Regions from separate parts of the Mus musculus genome. Here region 2 is linked to region 1. A link is a contact called in public promoter capture Hi-C data. All regions are on one chromosome and are shown on one strand. The core of a region is the stretch at or near the end of the contact, and the rest is flanking DNA. Distances in the headings are between cores, read along the strand shown.

What was found. Promoter capture Hi-C pulls out the DNA fragments that hold promoters and counts their contacts.
Region 2: a promoter capture Hi-C map of 3T3-L1-derived adipocytes shows a contact between it and region 1, with 2.9 times the contacts expected there. The contact joins the promoter of Ahsg here to the promoter of Kng2 in region 1. A contact is called at or near these places in 20 of 39 promoter capture datasets (the 3T3-L1 cell line, 3T3-L1-derived adipocytes, the C10 cell line and 12 more), 1 of 15 datasets of contacts at CTCF or cohesin (the NIH/3T3 cell line), 26 of 484 Hi-C or Micro-C datasets (the BV-2 cell line, bone marrow-derived dendritic cells, cortical neurons and 12 more), 7 of 115 datasets of contacts at active chromatin or transcription factors (embryonic stem cells, epiblast stem cells, hepatocytes and 4 more) and 5 of 9 other capture datasets (adipose tissue, embryonic stem cells, liver and 2 more).

Annotation. Positions count from the first base shown.
Region 1 is chr16:23,027,827-23,030,720 of GRCm38.p6, forward strand. Kng2 (kininogen 2) reads right to left here and starts at 1,275. Exons shown (of 11, transcript NM_001102409.1): 1 at 889-1,275. The coding sequence starts at 1,083.
Region 2 is chr16:22,890,747-22,893,657 of GRCm38.p6, forward strand. Ahsg (alpha-2-HS-glycoprotein) reads left to right here and starts at 1,269. Exons shown (of 7, transcript NM_013465.2): 1 at 1,269-1,581. The coding sequence starts at 1,369. All of the region lies in intron 1 of Gm30505 (predicted gene, 30505), which reads right to left.

The DNA of each region.
Region 1 (2,894 bases), core at 25-2,524:
CCAAATGTATGTATGTATACTATGTGTGCCTGGTGCCCAGGATGGCCAGAAGACACACTGTAGTCCCTGGAACTGGAGTTAGAGATGGTTGTGACTACCATAAGTGCTGGGAGCTGATCCCAGTCCACTGCCCGCATGAGTAGCCAGTACTCTGAACCACTGAGCCATCTCTCTAGCCTGTAACTTTATTTTTAAAAAAATCTTAAAGAAAGTTTTTTCTCTATGCACCCTGCTTTCATTCCTTTCCTACCTGCGTGCACTGACAAAGCAGTAAGAATATAGAGAAAACCTGCCAAAGTGTTCTCCGGATGGAGCGTAGGTGGCAGAGTCCTGAGGTTGATTCCCCAGTATCACAGAAACCTGGCATGGGGGCACAAGCCTGTATGTGTAGCACCAGGGAGATGAAGGCAGGAGGATCAAAAGTTTAAGGTCATTGTCAGCTACACAGCAAGTTTGTGGTTAGTCTAAAGCTAAATGACACCATGGCTCAACCTCCCTGCCCCCCAAACTAAAGAAAGCTAGTGGAAACATTACTATTAACCTCAAAGAATCAGCCACACACAGGCAGTGCTAGATACTTGGTCCAAAGCAATAATGCCAACTCTCTTCTTACTCCCTGTATTCATCCCAGGAGGGAACTCTCCCTTAAGTCTGGAAAATGACTAAGTTCACAGATGCAGTGGATTCCCCTGCTGCAAGCTGACTGCATTGCTGGATTCCCCACTATGCCTGTCCCTTTTGAACATCTCCATCTTCTGTGGTTTCTTTCTTCCTGGGATACTGCTTTCATGATCGCCCAGGAAGACTAAGGACCGGCCATCTCCAACCTCTACCCCTGTGCCTGAGAGCACCAATTACAAGTGGTTTCACAGGAAAGCTGTTACTCACCATTTTAGCGCGCTTGGTCACTCGGTACAACACAAACTGGTTGCCGCTTTGTAACCTAGCATTAAGCTTCTTCAGAGAGGCATCCACAGCCTGAAATACAGCCTCATCATTGCAGTCAATTTCCTGCGCTTCTTCTCCCTGTGTTAAAGTCAGCAGGAGTCCGGAGCAGAGGAGCAGTGTAGTAATGAGCTTCATGATTTAAGGGTCCCTCTAGAACTGAGGGACTGTTTTGCCAAGAATGGGAAACCAACTCAGAAGCTGATTTTGGCAGCCTCCGGGCTCTGATCTCTCCTGCCTCAGCTCTCTCTGCCTCACCACTTAGGCCCCTATTTAGATTCTTGAAGTCACCTCTTGTGTGCCCTCTTCCCAGAGAACAAACAGGACTCTGCTTGAGATCCAGCCAGGTATGGAACAAGAGCATTGCAACATGGGATTGTTGACCTGTTTGCCTTTGGAAAGAATGTGGGAGTGCAAAGCCCATTTCTCAAGCATTGCTCAACTCTCCACAGTGAATTAAAGCAGAAACCAGTAAAAGGAGCTAAAACCAACAACCATTTCCAGTATCCTCTTGCTACTCTTGGCCCAGTTACAAAGGGCTCTGCGTACGTGAACAATGAGGACAATGTAGAAATACCTACCACACAATATTGCTTGTGGCATGTTGGAGTGTACAGACACAAGGTTTTGTCAGCTCTGGTGTGTTCTTGAAAAGCACATGTGCAGGACCATCAGTCACATGCTGGGAGCTCCACCCAGGACACTAGCAAATCTGACAAACCATGGGCATCCTGTCTGGCCTCTGGCCATGCCAACCTCTCTGCTGGGTTCTATTGGTCTATGTGAAGAAGGGGTGGGGCCAGCAGATTCTCACCTGATTCAAGTGCTTGCCTCACAAGCCTCAGGCTGGCAAGCAGAGTTTGAAGCCAGGAGTTCACAGAACACCTCTGGATGGTGACACACAATTGTAACCCTGGTATTCCTACTTTAATCCAGAAGGGGAAGGCCAGAGGATCACCAGGAAGTTTAGGTACCCTGGAGTTTGTAAGCAAGAAAAGCAAAGAGACCTGTCTTACCAAGGTGTCCGGGGAGGCATCCACTCCTGAGAGCTCTCTGACATCCACATGTGGGCTGTGGCTTTTGTGTGCCTGCATACACACATTCTCATCCTTTCTCTGTCTCTCTCACAAATACAGAATAATACTGATAATAATAATTTTAAAAAGGAATAAAAGAAAAGAAAGGAAAGACAGATGGAAGGAAATTAGGAAATAAGAAAAAGAAGAAATAAAAGTAATAAAGAAATCTCAAAAGTTGGCTTCTGTGTGGTTGATGGGAATTTCTAGTGTGAGCTGGAGTCTGCCTGAGAGGCCCGGAGGCCTGGAGCCAGGTGCTGTCACCGTGTGCTGAATGGGAACTTTATAGAAGTGCAGCAGGAACAGGCACTGGGCCAGAGGTCCTAAGGAATGCCAATGTAGCTCTACCCATGACCTTCTATGTGACTCGGTCTGTACAGGTGTGTGCACATATGCCAGTGTGCATGAGTTTCATGCTTGGCTGAGTGTGTGCCTCAGTCTCCGTGTATGTGTTCTTCTGTGTGTCCGGATGTGAACAAGTGTAGGTTTGTATCTCTGCCCATGTGTGTATGAGTCAGAGTCAGAGAACCTTCGCATCAGGGTTTCTTCCCCTGAACGATGTGGAAATCATAATACCTCAATGGGATTGTTTTAGGGTTTTCACAGAAATCCTTTTATTTTGAGCAAGTTTCAGAAGTGAAACCTGAGACACTTAAGCTTTCACGTAACCAAAACAGCCTAATACCACGCGTCACAGAAGCAAAGACAAGAGAAGACAGGGGTTGAAGAGAAAACAAGGCAGAGTGAAAGGCTTTGACTTTAGTTTCCCCAATGGAATGTTGAGGTCAAGAATTTCTACAGTTAGGAAGTTTGTATAAGTCACAAGCATTGCAATTTTTGTAAAAGTCAGACTGTAAAAGTGTTCTGTTCAGA
Region 2 (2,911 bases), core at 19-2,518, 140 kb before region 1:
TGTCATGCCTTTACATTAAATGGGTACACGGTTAATAGAAAACTAAATGACTAGCTAGATGTCTCTGAGCGTTATGGCCCCTCTCCAAGAGAACTGGGAGTTCCCATTCAGGTCTGTACATGTGCGTGTGGCTGGAAGCAAATGCAAAATGAGCCCTGCTACCACTGTCTCTGCCCTGTCACCCTCCCTCTCTACCCACAACCAAGTCGTCGCCTACAAAGTTGGTGCCATTTAGATTTCCATCAGAAGTTCTTTCTTCTCTTCTTTTGTAACAAGTATTCCCCCCCCCCCCCCGAAGCAATGTTAAAAACCACAGGACAAATCCATCCAAATGTAACGGTGACTTCGCGGTATTTGAAGTATGGTCTTTGTGTGAAGGCTTCTTGGCTCCCGGTCCTTACATGACATTTCTGAAACCTGTCAGTGTCCTGCACACACTTCCTGAAGATCATATCTGGGACTGTCAAAACCCACAGGCACACTAACCTCTTGTTGAGATTGCAAAGAGTGCAGAGCAGACCTTTGTTCATAATTGCTCTTGCAGTACCTCAACCTGAAATGCTGGAGTCCAACCCAGAACCGTGTCAAATGATGGCTCAGAGGCCAGAACTCCATGGTGTTGCACTTGTGCCTTGGCTGGGACCAGAGTGCTACTGGTGCTGAATGGCCACACAGAAGACACAGAGCAGTGCCTGCCTGTGCTGTTCCCTGCAGGGCTTGGTGGTGAGGTTTGCAGGGGTGAGGGTGAGGGAAAAGAGGAGGCAAACAGCTACACCGGTCACACCCCTCGATGCTATAATCATTTTTACTGACTTGAGCATCTCCCATGGCTCACGGTATCTTTGCTACATGTGTGGACTCTCTTCTTCTTCTATGACTCTTCTTGAGGGAGATCAATCATCAACGTTAGAAGATTTACCCAGAGCATGCTATAGCCCTATCCTGCTCATATTCAGGGTGCCAAAGCATGCTCATATTCACGTGGATGACCCTCACCCCCACCCCCACCGCCACTGCAGCTGCGCTCTGTGCTGGCCATGTCCATTTCACCCCTCAGCCACCTCCTCTCTCTGCTGTTATCACCATGTTCCAGGCAGACTTTGGAATATCTTTGCCCACAGCAGCATTGACTTTGGCAGATCTGTTGGGGAGAGATGATGTCCTAACTTATTTGCTTTTCCAGAGCTGCTGTTTGCAAGGATTATTTGGAACCAGAACAGAAATCGTCCCACGCCTTTACGCAATTCCTTCGGCGGGCTCTGTCAGATAAATTAGGCCCTCTGCCCCTCTATTGGTCTAGCTCTCCAAGCTGATTATCCGGGCTGCTCCTGACATTTGCCCATTTTCCAGGGCCTCTCTGGAGCAACCATGAAGTCCCTGGTCTTGCTCCTTTGTTTTGCTCAGCTCTGGGGCTGCCAATCCGCTCCACAAGGTACAGGACTGGGTTTTAGAGAATTGGCTTGTGATGATCCAGAAGCAGAGCAAGTAGCTTTGTTGGCCGTGGACTACCTCAATAATCATCTTCTTCAGGGATTCAAACAGGTCTTGAATCAGATCGACAAAGTCAAGGTGTGGTCTCGGGTAAGTGAGCCTACCAGGAATGAGCTGAATGAATCTGGGTAGGGGATCTAACCCAGTGCCTCAAAGGCTAGCATCTCCCAGTGGAGATGGAATGGCAGCAGAGATTGGGAAAGAGAGAGCAGGAGAGGCCACATCAGTATTGTAGCCGTGTATCTCACAGAGGATGCTCCCACGGGAAGAGGAAGGGACCCCGAGGCATAGTTCACAGACCACAGGCAGAAGGTGGGACTTGCTGGGAGAACCTGGGCCCTATTTGCTAATTTGTGAATGACTTCTCTTTCTTGGATTACATTTATCTCTGATGAAAAGGAAAGCAGCATTTGATCAGTGACCATGTGTGACGGCCATCTAATGCAGATCGTTTCATTAAATCCTCCCTTCATTCATTCCAGACCTGCCTGATAGCCATGTTCTCCTTAGACAACAGATCTCATATGCTAACAGACTGAAACTATGAAACCGCCAATACTTGTCTGCTTTTCTTTTCCTGTTTCTGTCTGTCTGTCTGTCTTTCTTCCTTTCTTTCTCTTCTCTCTTTCTTTCTCTTCCTCTTTCTTTCTTCTTCCTTCCTTTCTCTTCTTTCTCTTTCTTTCTTCCTTTTTCTTCTTTCTTTCTCTTTGCTCTTTCTTTCCCTTCCTTCCTTCCTTTCTCTTCTTTCTCTTCTCTCTTTCTTTTCCTTCCTTTCTTCCTTCCTTCCTTCCTTCCTTCCTTCCTTCCTTCCTTCCTTCCTTCTTTCCTTCTTCTTTTTGAGACAGAAAGGTTTCTCTTTGTAGCCCTGACTGTCCTGGAACTTACTATGTAGACCAGGCTGGCCTCAAACACACAGAGATCCACCTGCCTCTGCCTCCTGGCTCCTGGAATCATAGGCATGTGTCACCGACTATTTGTCTGCTTTTAACATGCAAAGTTGGAAACTCCATACGGTTCAGCTTAACATAAAGATGAGAAGAACAAGTTTGTGTCACTAGAGACTTAGGATTTAGGAGGAAAATAAGGTAAACACCAGGATGCTCAGAGTGAGGATTGACAACCAGCTTTACAATGGGACAGCTGATTTGAAACCACGGTTTTCCTGGGTGAGTTTTAAGGGCAGTTGGCAAAAGACGTAATGGCCGGCTCTCTGCCTAGTTTACATGCTGAAGGGAAAGCCGTGAGCGAGCACTGTGCATGTGCTACGTGCTGATTGTGAGATGCTCATTATGGGATGCCCGAGTGGATCAAGAAGTCCCTGCACATAAACCCAGTGCATCTACCCATGGTAGTTCTGAGGTCTCCGGAGAGTGAAAATGCCCAGTGAACTAAATTGGGTTGAGAGTTTTCAAACTTTGGG